2 separate regions of the Rattus norvegicus genome follow, and region 2 is linked to region 1. The links are chromatin contacts, called in public Hi-C maps. All regions are on one chromosome and are shown on one strand. The core of a region is the stretch at or near the end of the contact, and the rest is flanking DNA. Distances in the headings are between cores, read along the strand shown. Region 1 holds the start of E4f1 (E4F transcription factor 1). Region 2 holds the start of Zfp598 (zinc finger protein 598).

What was found. A called contact is a pair of places that touch in the nucleus more often than the background predicts.
Region 2: a contact with region 1 is called in a Hi-C map of liver, with 4 times the contacts expected there. The contact joins the promoter of Zfp598 here to the promoter of E4f1 in region 1. A contact is called at or near these places in 9 of 12 Hi-C or Micro-C datasets (the A7r5 cell line, the Rat2 cell line, Schwann cells and 5 more) and 1 of 1 datasets of contacts at active chromatin or transcription factors (oligodendrocytes).

What each region holds. Positions count from the first base shown.
Region 1 is chr10:13,986,371-13,993,289 of GRCr8, forward strand. It overlaps E4f1 (E4F transcription factor 1), which reads right to left and starts at 4,136. Exons shown (of 14, transcript NM_001185046.1): 1 at 3,902-4,136; 2 at 235-386. The coding sequence starts at 4,055.
Region 2 is chr10:14,196,106-14,203,614 of GRCr8, forward strand. It overlaps Zfp598 (zinc finger protein 598), which reads left to right and starts at 2,719. Exons shown (of 12, transcript NM_001105770.1): 1 at 2,719-2,943. The coding sequence starts at 2,731.

The sequences.
Region 1 (6,919 bases), core at 2,886-5,385:
AAGAGACCTACACGCACACATGCACCCTGCAACTATGTAGGCTGCTGAGAGGCTGAGTTACCCCAGGCCACGCGAAGCACCACTACCCTCTTACTAGTACAGTCTTGTCTTCCTTCACTCACAACCATGCATAGTTGCCACGTCATGAACCAGCTGTACAGGCTGGTCAAAACACCGTTTCACAAATGAGCCAAACCAGAGGAGTGAGGATGGCAGTGCCTAGTACTGGCTCACCTCCTGGCCCAGCAACGAAGTGGCAGCAGAGGTGGTGGGCAGGGCCTCTTGTGGGGCCCGATGGCAGGTCTTCTGAATCTTGTGCTGGACAAAGTCCTCCAAGGCAGTGAATTCCACTTGGCAGCGTCCACATCTGTGTACGTCATCCTCATCTGCAATAAGCCTGAGGTCAGGGGGCTGGGGCCAGTCAGGGCCTCATCCAGCTTCCCGTCAAGGCTGAGCCGAGAGAGAGCCAAGGATGGCCCCAAACCACAGCTGGTACGCCTGCTCACTCAAGAGCTGCTGGGAACACAATGGAGGAGTGCATCCAGGGCTGGGGAACTCCAGGGTCTAACCCCATGCTTTAGAGTCTACAGAAGCAAGGCCTCCCAGAGAGACCAGCATTCTGTACAGGGTTACCCTGGCCACACATTTATCCTGCAAGGGCACACTGAAGCTGTCGTAACCAAAGTCCCTACCCTCCCGCCTGGGGAGAGAGAGGATGGGGGACACAGGATCTCACCCAACCAAGTCTGGAGACAGCAGAGGACCCAGATTTAAGATGATTGGGGAGTTGGGGATGTAGCTCAGTGGTAGAGCACTTGCCTAGCATGCATAAGACCTCTGAGTTTGGCTCCCCAGAATGTAAAGATTTTTAGGACGGCTGGGGATTGAATATGTAAGCATCTCTCTTGCCATCCTGAAATTATTTCCACATCTCGAGAAGAATAAAGTGGGCTAATTAGTATAACTGGTACACAAGAGGGACGCAGAAGGTTGACAGCCACAAAGCTCTAGCTAATAGGCCAGCTTTTTAAAAACACAGACTAGCAGGAGCCCCCACCTCTGACCAACCCTACTGTTTTGTATATGTTTGCATGTGGTGCTGAAATATGAGCTTCGAATAGGCTGAGCAAATGCTCTACCACTGGGACAAAGCTAGCCCCTGCCCCTTCCTTCCTCTCTTCTGATGCTACGTTGTCCCCATCGGGTAGCATCCTGCTCCAGAGCAGGAATAAAGCAGTTACACATCCTCCTCACTGAGCCCCTAATACATAATGATCACACAAGAATCGTTTTGGGGGGTTGGGGATTTAGCTCAGTGGTAGAGCGCTTGCTTAGCAAGCGCAAGGCCCTGGGTTTGGTCCCCAGCTCTGAAAAAAAAAAAAAAAAGAATCGTTTTGGGGGGCTGGAGAGATGGTTTAGTGGCTAAGAGCACTGGGTGCTCTTCCAAAGGACCCAGGTTCAATCCCCAGCACCCTCATGGTATCTCATAACTGTAACTCCAGTTCCAGGGGATCAGACACCAATGCACATGAAATAAAATTAAACTATGAAAAACAGGTTTTGTTTTTTTTTCTTTCTCATTTTTGTTTTGCTTTTTCTGAGACAGGGTCTCTCTTCTTAGCCACAGCTGTCCTGAAATTCACTATTTAGAACCAGGATGGCTTTGAACTCAGAGATTCACCTGCCTCTGCCTCTCCAGTGCTGGTGTGTACTACCGCTCCTGCCCCTCCCCGCTTTGCTTTAAGACTTGCCTATTTTTACTTCATGTGTGCGTGTTTTGCCTGCCTGTGTGTTGGCGCACTATATGTGTGCCCATAGAGACCAGAAGACGGATCAGATCACCTGAAATTGGAGTTGTGAACATTTATTAGTTACTGGGGAAGTAGGAATTGAACCCAGGTCCTCTGCAAGACCAACAATTTTGTTTTGTTTTGTTTTTGATTTTTTTTGACACAGGGTTTCTCTGCATAGCCCTAGGCTGTTCTGGAACTCACTCTGTAGACCAGGCTGGCCTCAAACTGAGAGATCTGCCTGCCTCTGCCACCCAAGCACTGGGATTAAAGGCATGCGCCACCAGGGCCCAGCTGCAACGAGTATTCTTAACTACTGAGCCATCCTTCCAGCTCAGCACCTAAGAATTTAACCAAATCATGCCAGCACCCTGGGGAAAGGGATGACTTGGTCCATCCTAGAAAAATTACTAAGGTTCAAGGTCACTGAGCTGAGCCAGCCAGACTCAGCTTCCAATGCAGTCTGCCAGTTTCCACTGTCTTACACTCAGTCCCACATCAAAGGCAAACCCAGCCTAGGACAAGGAGGAGTCAATGACAAATTAATGATCAAATAAAAGGCCAAACCCAAGCTATGACTGGCCCGTAGGCCACCTGAAAGAGGGTGGGTGCCCTCCACAAGGCTCACAAACCAAGCACTGAAGTAAGTGCCTTACCCCACTCATTTAGAGTCTGACTCAGCACCAACATATTGATACTGAAAGAGCCCCTGGCCCAGAAAAGGTCACACCTATCCCATTTCACAAGAGGAAAAAAATAAAATAAACAAAAGACTATAAACCAGTGGTTCTCAACAGGTGGGTCCCGACCCCTTAGGGTTGCTATCAAATATTTACATTTCACCTCATAACAGTAGCAAACTTACAGTTATGAAGTAGCAACAAAATAATTTTCTGGTTGGTGGTTCCACAACATGAGGAACTGTATTAAAAGATGAAAGCAGGGGTTGGGGATTTAGCTCAGTGGCAGAGCGCTTGCCTAGCGAGCTCAAGGCCCTGGGTTCGGACCTCAGCTCCAGAAAAAAAAAAAAAAAAAGATGAAAGCATTCTGAAGGTTAAGAACCACTTTCATAAGTAAACCCATAGCACATGCCTTTACCCCAGCAATGGGAAAAGTGGGGTAGGAGGAGTTCTACAAATTCAAGGACAGTCAAATCTACATAATGAGAACCTGTCTTTTAAAAAAAAAAAAAAAAAAAAAAAAACCCAGAAACTTCTCTGAGAGATCCCTGAGACTGTAACTGACCCTCTCCAAGCTGAAATAAGGGAGAAAAAGAATTCAGAGTGGGACTGAATCCTTTCGTGACAAAGAGCAGCAATATATTTGCCAAACCACTTCCTGTCTGATCAAATCCACTGCTCCGTGGAACTAATGCACAGGGGATACCCAAACCATCTCTGAAAGATATCAGTACCTAGAGAAATAATCCTTAGTGTACCCAACACAGCCCTCGGCATACAGACACGATTTTAACTCCCATCCTCCTAGGAAAAAATTAAAGGGTTTAGGAGAGGAGTTACAGCTTCGGCTCCAGTCTGATCCTTGACAGGAGCCAGATGGACGACTTAACAACTTTACAGCCCTTGAACCTCAATTATCTCCATCTCTGAAGTGAAGAGTATTAATAATAGCTCGCCCTTCGAGGTTGGTTTAAGGAATGGTAAAAGTCGGATAGAGCGGGGGTGTTCCGCACATTCCTGGAATCGTTGCTCCACCCCGTAGAGTAGACCCAGGTCCTCAGTGGGGCGGTGCCGCCTCCCCAGGTCAGGTCCCTAATCCCTTTCTGGCAGGGCGGCCCCGCCTCCAGTCATCAGCTCCGCCAGGGCTAAGGCCCCAGTGGCAGAGGGGACGCAGGCGCTAGGGCTGCTGAGCGCTGAAGAGGAGCGAGCAGTATCTGCTTGGCCAGATCTACCCCAAAGGGCTGGAGAAATGGGCTCCCTATGAGCCTCTGCATCTGGCCCAGCGGGTTGGAGGTGGTCCGAAGGGAACCCTGTGAGAGTTGTGAAGGTTTGCAGACACTCGAGGAGCCTGGATCCGGGCGAGACTGTACACCGCAGCTCGGGCAAAGCCGCCCGCACCCCGGCCTTACCAGGCTTCTGTAGCCTCATTACCTTCCTCGCTGAAGGGCGCTGGGAGCCCAAGAAAGCCGCCGTTGGACAAGGCCGCCGCCGCTGCAACCCCGCCCTCGCCCGCTTCATGCCCGGCTTCGGCCCGGGCTTCTGCCGTATGAGCGGCCGTCACCCGCACTGCCATCGCGCCCTCCATGTCGCAACGCGCCACAGGAAGATGGCGGATTTACGACCATGTCGTCATAACAACGGGCCGCACCGAGGGCTGCGTGTCCTACAGGCAGGGGGCGGGACAAGAACGAGTTTGATGGACAGGTAAAGGGGCAGGGCTACGGGTTGTGGTCTAGCGCGTCAGTAGAGGTGGAGCTTAGCTCTTTGAGCCTCCAGCGCGGGACTTCAGGGCGGAAGTGGGCGTGCCGGAACATGGCTGAGGGTGAACTGTCGGTGGAGTAAACAATCTGAACTCTCACTCGTTCTTGTTTGTTTGTTTGTTTGTTTTTAATGTGTATGGATATTTTGTCTGCATACATGTCTGTGCACCACGTGCATCCTGGCGACCGCGGAACCCTCTTATGGGTATCTGGAACTGGAATTGCAGATGAAGTTACATGTAGGTGTTGGGAATTGAACCTAGATACGCTGAAATAACAGCCATTGTGTTCTTAACCGCCCAGAGAATCTGAACTCTTTAGTGACACCACCCATTATAGCATCCTGGACTCAGATCAGGGTTGCAATGTCAGAATTCCCTGGGCGTGAGAAAAAAACTCCAGTTGGAGATAGTGCCCCTTTCCGAAGACTTTTACTCTTCATATAGTTTTGAAAAGTATACATAAAAATGGCCACTTGCGACATTTAGTACACTGACAGTGTTGAGTGCTCATCAACAAAATTTAGTTCCAAAGTTGGTTAATTAATCGGTTTGTTGGCTGAGACAGGGTCTGGCTTTGTGGCTTTTTACTCCCAGTGGCCAGTAACTCAGTGCTGGGAATATGCCTGACTTAGTTCTAGAACACTTTCATCATCAAAACCTGTACTGACTGTAGCTCGGTTTGGGAGACAGCTCACCTACCAAGCACAAAATGAATAAAATAAAATAAAAATAAGAATGTGCAGAGTATCTCAGGTCCATAATTCCCGCATTTGGGGGAAGTGGAGGTAAGAGGATCAGAAGTTCAAGATCATCCTTAGCTAAACAAGGAGTTCAAAGCCAGCCTAGGACAGAAGAGAAGGGAACAGGGGAAGGAGAGAAACAGAAAGAGAATTATTGAATAATATTACATTGTACAAACAACACATTTATATTTCATTCACACTCAACTTGTGTCTATCATTCTGGCTATTATGAAGTGTTGCTCTGAACATCCTTGTATAATTTGCTTTTATACTTTTGTATTGTTTCCAAGTCCCTTTTATTTTTAAGTATCTCCTGGGGGCTGGAGAGATGGCTCAGCGGTTAAGAGCACTAACTGCTCTTCCAGAGGTCCTGAGTTCAAACAGCAGCCACATGGTGGCTCACAACCATCTGATGCCCCTCTTCTGTCATGCAAGCATGTATAGCACATATATATAATTATACATATACACAAACCTTGTATTTTAAAGGGAGAATGCTAAAGGGTGAGAGATGGCTCAGAAGGGAAAAGCACTGTTCTTTCACACAGGGATTTGTACCCCAGAAGCCATATGACCTCTAACAACCATCTGGAACCCCATTTCCATGGGATCAGATGCCCTCGTTTGCCCTCCCACGAATCAGGCATACAAGTGATGCACTAAATATTTAGACCAGGCTGGCCTCAAAATCCCAGGAGACTCACACCGCTCCACTTCCTGGGGGGTGGGATTACGGCACGAGCCACTATGCCTAGCCTTGTAATTTTATTCAGATAAAATTGAATATCTTAACATAATATAAGAAAGTTGAGCAAACATTTTCTGTAAAGGAGGAATGATTGACACCTTTAACTCATCCTTTGAAAATTTTATTTAGATTTATTTTATTACTATTTTGTGTGTAGTATTCTCCATCACACGCATGCCTGATGCCCTAGAAGGTGGTGAGCTTCCATATGCGTACTGGGAATCAAACATGGGCCCTTTGCCAGAACAAGTGCTCTTAACCACTGAGCCAACTCTCCAGCCCCAAAAGGTTTTATCTTATCTGTATGGGCGTTGCACACATGCATGTTTATACACATTTATGCAGTGCCCACAATGACCACAAGATGGTGCCCTACTTCACGGAACTGAAGTTACAGCGGTTGTTAGCTGCCACCATCACCCCAGTGTTCTTAACCACTAAGCCGTCTCTCTAGAGACAAGCCTGGGCTACACAGAGAGTTCCAGGCCGGCCAAGACTTCCTAGTGAGACCCTGTCTAAAAACGAGTTAAAAATAAATTAGATAAATTATCATTCTACCAGCTAAGAATGTTTTTGTTCAAAAAGTAATCCATTATCTCCATTTTGTTGTTTTCCAAAATGTATGTGTGTTGGGGGCGGTGGCAGACTCAAGCACACATGTGTATACCGTGGAGCCACAGAGGATGCTGTCAAATGACCCCCTCTAGCCCTCTTCACCTTGTATCTGGAGCTCACCATTTTGTGGCTAGGGTCAGCCAACCCCAGTGACCCTGTCTCTGTCGCACACATGGGCATGTTCAATTCCCCGCCCCGACACACAGGGTTTCTGTGTGGCCCTGGCTGTCCTGGAACTCACTCTGTAGACCAGACTGGCCTCAAACTCAAGAGATCTGCCTCTGCCTCCCAAGTGCTAGGATTAAAGATTTGTGTGTGGAGGGGTTGTTTGTTTGTTTTTAGCCCAAGGCTCGAGAGCTTTCAGGGAAGAGATGAGCCCAGAATCCTGGAATATTTCCCTCAGAAGAGATGCTGAAGAGGAGTTGAAAAGCCAGTATCCAGGAGCCTAGAAGTGAAATAATGTCAAGGGGCGGGGAGGGAGGGAAGGAGGGAGGGAGGAAGGGGAGAGAGAGAGAGAGAGAGAGAGAGAGAGAGAGAGAGAGAGAGAAAGAGAAAGGACAAAGGGGGAGGGAGGGAGGATG
Region 2 (7,509 bases), core at 1,469-3,968, 210 kb after region 1:
GTTCTGAGATTGTTACTGTTGTCTAAGGCATTGTAGTCCCATATCATACACCCAGTATCTCTTCTATGAATATGCAATGGAGTCTTTCCTGCTTCCTTTTGTCTGCCTTTAATGGTTGTTGTTGTTGGATTTTTTTTTTTTTTTTGGTTTGTCTGTTTGGGGATTTTTGTTTGCATGTTTTGTTCTGGACACAGATCTTTCTACACGGCCCTGGCTGCCCAAGAGCTTACCATGTAGACCAAGTCTGGCTCATTTTTCTTTTTGGTTTTGTTTCATTTTGCTTTTGAGACACAGGGTTTCTCTGTGTAGCCCTATCTGTCCTGGAACTCTCTGTGTAGACCAGGCTGGCCTCCAACTCAGAGAGCTACCTGCCACCACTGTCGGGCATCCATTTGTCGTTTACCCTACAGGCTCTCTTGATGAATCTGTGAAGCTAACTGCAGCTCCCTTCTTACCTGCCACACTGTGGACTGCATGACAGTAAGCGGAGTCGTTCTGCTGTCACAGTGCCATAGCTACTGATCTGTTGTTTCTTCATGCTACCGACTCAGCCAGCTCTATTAAAAACAGGCAAGAAAAGACTCCTGTAGAGAGAAGCCTTTTACAAAGTCTAAAGGGGCAACAGCAGAGGTAGCAGAAGAGAGCGTTCCAGTGACTCACCGCCTCGACTGGAACAACCAGCCTGCTTACATGGCTAGAGAATGATGTTTGCCAATCACAGCCTTGTCTCTTCAGGCCAATACGCCCTCTGCTGGCCCTCCTGGGAAATAGTCCCCGGTTCTGGCCTGAGATGACCTACAGGGTCATCTTGAGTTCCAGGTTCGTGATTTTAAAGATGTCTGGTATAAACTGTTTCAAACAGCTCCCTGCTTGAGGCTGCGCCTTTAGGAGGAGGGATAACCGACTCTGTCATTGCGTTGTTTGCTCAAGTCGTCTAAGGAGCGTTCAAAACGGTGGCAGATGGGTAGTCTGGCTGTATGGTTAACTATCACTCCCTTTGTTAAAAGCATCAGAGCAGCAAGGGCGAGGCCAAAAACTGTGGATTAGGGAGTCACATTCACCATCCCTCAACCTTCGCTGATTTGTACAAACAAGGGCAATAAACTACTTGTCACCAGCACCTAAAGAGCTTACCATTAACAGTCAATTTCATTTTAACAGGAATTTTTTCTTTTTTTTTAATTTATTTTTATTTTATATGTATGTGGTTTTTGCCTTCATGAATGTTTGTGTACTACCTGTGTGCCTGATCCCCTCAGAGACCAGAAGATATGAAACCCATTGGAACTGAAGTTACAAATAGTAGTGAGCCTTCATTGGGTGCTGGGAATTGAACCTCTGCAAGAAAAGCCACTGCTAGGGTTGGGGATTTAGCTCAGTGGTAGAGCACTTGCCTAGCAAGCGCAATGCCCTGGGTTCGGTCCCCAGCTCCGAAAAAAAGAAAAGAAAAAAAAAAGAAAAGCCACTGCTCTTAACTGTTGAGTCACTTCTCCTGCCCTCCATTTTAACAGATTTTTTTTTTTTTGAGACAGTGACTCTGGCAGGCCTGAAATTCTCTAGGTAGACTGGGCTGACTTCAAAACTTACAAAGGGGCTGGAGAGATGACTCCATTATTAAGAGCACTGACTGCTCTTCCAGAGGTCCTGAGTACAAATCCCAGCAACCACATGATGGCTCACAACCATCTGTAATGAGATCTGATGACTTCTTCTGGTGTCTGAAGACAGCTACAGTGTACTTATATATAACAAATGAATAAATCTTTAAAAAAAAAAAACCTTACAAAGTCAGTGCCTGTGAGTGCTAGGATTAAAGGTGTGTGTGTGACCACACCCTGTCATTTCAACAGTACTTAACAGCTGCCCAGTTGCCTGGGAGAGGTAAATCCCCCTTATCTGTCTGAAGATAGCAAGTGTAACCCAGTCCACTTTACTTACTTGGTATGGTTTCCCCAGTTTTACAAATGAGGCTTCGGTGGGCCAACCTAGTTCACAAGCACGTAAGTACCAGAATTAGAGCTTTAGGCCGTTTCTCTGACTCTAGCTAGCTATCGGTACTCTCGACTCTCACACACAATATACTGCCTCCTTCTAGAAGGGTTCAGATGTGGACCTATCTCACTTCATAAGAAATCCAGAGACCTCCCAACAACTGCAGTGACTTGAAGCCTAGGGTTCACCACTATCCACTCAACCACCTCTAGGTGCTTCCCTTTTCTAGATACTATGTCTGGCTGGATGTATATGTCTTACAACAAGAGAAATATATATACTGCTGGGAATGGAACCCAGGCATGGTAGGCAAGTCTCTGCCACTGAGATATATTCCCAGGACGTCCCGTTAAATTTGCATTTAAGATAGAAGTATAATACGAATAAGTATGGTCCAGGAAAGTTTGTGTGATACTTAGCTTAACACTGTTCGTGGTGTATCGGAAATGCTGGATACCCTACGCTTCCTTTGGCGTCTCTAGAGCTAGGGTCGGGGAAGGCGGAGAGTCCCCGCATTTATATGACCGGGAAGGTTTGCACTGGAGTCACGGGGTAGAACGTCGGGATCGAACAGCAGCTCTGTACCACACCAGACCCGGGCGGGCGGAAGTCGTAGCGCGCACTTCCGCCAGGCGGGGCGGTTGCCTAGAGGGGCAGTGACGTCGACGGAAGGGGCGGGTCCTCCGGGAGCCAGGCCGCGCCGTGCCGCGCCGGCCGGGAGGGGGCCGGAGCCCGGCCATGGCGGCGGCGGGCGCCGAGGGGCGGCGCGCGGCTCTGGAGGCGGTGGCAGCGCCGGAGCGAGGCGGCGGGAGCTGCGTGCTGTGCTGCGGTGACCTGGAGGCTACGGCGCTGGGTCGCTGCGATCACCCGGTGTGCTACCGGTGCTCTACCAAGATGCGGGTGCTGTGCGAGCAGCGCTACTGCGCCGTATGCCGCGAGGAGCTACGCCAGGTGCGCCAGCGGGGCGCGCGACCGGGCGCGGGGAGGGTGGACTCCTGATGGCTTTGCCTGCTCAGTGTCCGGCTGCGGCCTGGCCGCGCCCGCTCCCTCCGGAGGCCCGGTGGTCGGTCGAGGCGCCATGCGATCACCGGGCCTCCTGGGGCTGGGAGAAGCCAGAGGCGGCTGGGCCGGGGAAGGAGGAGCGATGCCTGTGGGAACTCTAATAAGCCTGGGGACTTTTCCCTGTGACCCGGCTGCGGGAAGGGCAAGGTCAGGTCGAGAGCCCTCCTGTCTGTGAATCTTAGTTTTTTCGGGATCGTCACTGAGATGGAGCAGACAGCCAGGGGGAACCTCCAGGGACTGTCTACCCTGTAAGCTGACTGCTGGGGGTTGGGGGGAGAGAAGGGTTAAACTGGACATTTCCTGACTAGTTGGGCTTCTGGGCCCCACCGGTGACCCTTAGCTCCTGAGACAGCGTTTCCATTTGTAGAGTGGAGGTGATACCAGGACCTGATTCCTAGGTGCGTGGCGGTCCACAATTTTAGGAAGTTTCCTCCTTGTTACTAGTTTTAGCTTTGAGGTTTCCTTCTAGATTGGTGGGAAGAGGATGTTTCTGATTGTCTAGACTTGGAAATCCTTGAGGGGTGGGTCAGAGGGCTCATGGTGTACATCCACACTCCAGCAATGCCAGCTGTTGGTGGGGAGTATCCAGCCGAACCTCCTTTGGTTTGCTGCCTTTAGAGATCTGTTTGCTTTCAGAATTGTGAAATTACCTTGGTTGGTTCATGGAAGGTTTTGGCTAGTGGCTAATCACTCTTTCCTGTTCCTAGAAGTGATGCCGAGATAGAAATAATGTCAAGAAATTGTTGGGTTTTTTTTTTTTTTTCTTTTTTCACTTTCTGACCTTTTTAATTTTCTTTGAGACAGGGTCTCACTCTGTAGTCCTGGCTGGCTTGGAACTTATGTAGAACATGGTCTCCTCAAACCCAGAGATCTACCAGTATCTGCCTCCTGATTGCTGAGATAAAAGGCAATGCACCACCATGTCCCATATCGAGACAGGGTCTCACTATGTAGCTGGGCTGTCCTGGAACTCATTCTATGGAACAGGGTGGCCTTGAACTCACAGAGATCTACCTACCTCTAACTCCTGAGGGTCATTCCCTCCATGCCCAGCACACCCAGCTGGAATCCTGGAACATTCCCTAAGCATCCATGTGGTACCGGGGAGGAGCTCAGACCTCAGACAGTAGTGTGGTGGTGGAAGGAGCCTTAGCCTACTGGATTCTGGGAATTCAGAAACATCTCTGGAAGTTTTTAGCTAGCGCTCACTCAGAGGTCCTTGCTGGAGTTTGCTGGCCAGTCTTGCACACTCGCTGATGGAAAGGTCCTGACACTGAGGTTTTTAGCACACCTGTAGCTTCTTTCTGGGAAGACACTTTGTAGGTCTTTATGTATGGGCTTTGGGTCTCACTCAGGAAGTGAGTGAACACACGCACATGTGTCAGCTGTAGGCAGTGTCTGCCCCACACCCTCTAAGAGCTCTGTGGCAGGGGCTGTTGACATGAGCTGTCATCTTGCCCTGGCTGGGGTGTGGTTTGGCACTATGTGTTCCTGGCCAACCCTGGGCTTCCTCTTGGACTTGCACCACTATGCTGGGCAGCTGGGGTTGTTGGGAAGTTGGGTGAGGCAATACCTGTCCAGCTCAGCCTCTCTCTTCATCCTGCTTTTCCTCCACTGGTACCCTAGCAGCTTCACCCTCAGCCCTACCTTGTCCCTTACTGAGTCGTGCATTACCCTCTAAATATGACCTGTATTCATACCCAGAATTCCACAATGACCCTTAGTCCCTTCGTGTGACTAAGTGAAAATCAGGAGGGGTGTGTGTTAAGATGTCATATGAAGCTGGATGGGGGCGGCACACACCTTTAAATCCCAGCACTCTGAAGCACAGGCAGGCAGATCTCTGAGTTCAAGGCCAAGCTTGGCCTACAGAATGAGTTTGGACAGCCAGAAACCCTGCCTTAAAACAAACAAAAATGTCATGTGTAACTGGCCAGCTCCCTTTGCTGGGTGAACCTTGTACAGGTTTCGGAGTGGGGGGTGACAAGTTTGAAGTTGCTGGTCTGGTGAAGAACCAGGGTAATCCGGACTTTTGAGCATGGCAGCTTAGGTGGGCTCCCATCTGCTGTGAGGCTGTGGAGGTGATGGACATTATTGATTCCATGCTGAATGGTGGGGGAGTTTGTGTTCAGTCTTTCTTAGAGCTGCTTGTGTTCCTCTGGACATCTCTCTCTAGAGCCATTTTCTCATCCTGTTGCTCTCCAGTGTGTCATGTCTCTGGACAGGCCACACCCCCACCCGCAAGCAGGAAGTGGGAGGGGAATGCTGAAGGCCTTCCCAGGGTTATTCCAAGGCCCGGGTCAACAGGCTGTACCTGATGACTCAATGGTATTTTTCTGTTGTGAATGCCTATCTGTCATCTGTGGTCCCTCCCAGTCTTCCTTTCTCTGAGACAGTCTCACTGTATACAGAGGCTGGTTTAGAATTCCCAGAGATCTACCCGTCTCTGCCTCCTGAGTGCTAAGATTCCTGGCCTTTCCAAAGGCTGTCTCTGCTCCTGTCCCTAATTGGACTCCCACCACACCTGTTTCTAGCATCCGTGAGCCCCTAACATTAGCGTTGTGCATAGACATACGTGAAGGAATATATATACATAAAATAATCCTTTTTTTCTTTTTGAGCTGGGGACTGAACCCAGGGCCAAATCCCCAACCCCAAAATAATCCTTTTTAAGTTAAAAGTTGTATTTATTTTTTTGAGATGGGGTTTCTCAATGTAACTCTGGCTGTTATGGGATTCACTGTGTACCAGGGTGGCTTAAACTCAACAGAAATCCACATGCCTTTACCTTCAGTATGTTGGGATGAAAGGTGTGTGCTACCACATCTGGCTGATTTATTTTTCTTGCGTGTGTGCATATGCGTGTGTGTGTGTGTGTGTGTGTGTGTATGTGTGTGTGTGTGTGTGTGTGTGTGTGTGTGTGTGTGTGTGTGTTGGAAGATGATGTTGGATCCCCTGGAACTGGAGGTGCAGATGGTTGTAAGCCTCTGTGTGGGTTGTGTGAACCAAATCCAGGTTCTTGGGGAGAGAAGGAAGCACTCTTAACCACTGAGCCATCTGTCCAGCCTCTGTACACTTTTGATACATGATACCCCACCTGTCTTTTATGTGGTCTTTATTGAGCACATATTGCATGTTGGAAGTGAGGAAGGTCCTCTGGCAGACCCCGGCTGAGCAAGCTTCCCACCCCCTCCGTCTTCTTGGAACTGAGTTGCCAATCCCACACAGTTGATTCAGAAGCATCCCTGCCTGGCCTCCGTATCATATGCTGCCTAGCCTACCCAGGACTCTCCGAATAGCCCAGCCTCACACCCAGACCCAGTTTTAGCTTTTTTCTCAGGCCGTGACCCTTCCTAAGGCTCCTCACTAACTCCTTGATTTTGCCCCCTCACAGCCAGGCAGATTATTTCCCCCACACTTACATGTTCCTTTGTCCCCTCCTAGCCTCACTGGAATGTGTCCAGGAAGAAAGGGTCCTGCTGGTTGGACTCCTGTTGTTCCCTTGGGTACACTGGTGACCCTCCAGGCTGTCTTGTTCTTCCATTACATGCCCAGGCAGTCTAGATGGGTAGTCCTGCTCTCCCTGCCTGAAGAGAGGCAGCGTTTTCTGCCTACCACTCCAGGCCTACAAGCTTCAGACCCAGCGCACCTAGCCTTTGTCCTGCATTGCCCGTGGTCCCTTTCCTAAGCCTTGTCCTGTCCTACTGTTCCCTTCTTGAGCCAACCTGTGTCTTCCTTCCCTACCCCTCAGCCTGACCTAGGTGGGTATGCAGCTTAGGCCACCTCCATCAGACTGGTAGGCCTGGGTCCTGCTGGTCTCTGTTCCTGCTTGGCAGATCCCACCCCACTCCCATTCAGACTTGGCTCGGTGGCCCCTTGACACTGCTCTGCCCTGCGGTCAGATGATGCCTCTTGGTTCTTAGCATCCGTGGCATAAGGTAAAGCAGGTCTGGCTCTCCCCGCATGCCCATCCCATTACTCGGCATCCCTGCTTGGTCACCAGCCAGGCTTTAGAAAGAACTGTTTAGCTTCTGGTCTTATCCTTGTAGGATGTGTGCTGTCCTCCTGCCTGTCCTCTGGGCACAGCTGCTCTTAGTCTTAGGCTGTTCCCAGCGATGTTTTGTGGATGAACAACAAGCCAGCATGTTTAGGGCATGGATCATAAGACGAGGTGGCACAGATGAACTCCCTACTCTGCCTGCTCTGGCACTGGCAGCCCAGAAAAGGTGTTCAGGGGCTGTGCCCATAGCCCGGAGGTAGACGAACCTCTTCTGTGATAGCCTGCGATGCCACAGAGTAGATCCAAGTGCACAGCTGAGAGGTCCCTGGAGCTAGTGGCAGTGACGGGGGCGTCCCTGGCACAGCTTTCTTTAGGGAAGGAAGTTGATCCTCCGCTACGTCTGCTGGGCTTAGATGCTTTTTGGCAGCTCCAGGGAGTTTCCCCGACTGCTCTTT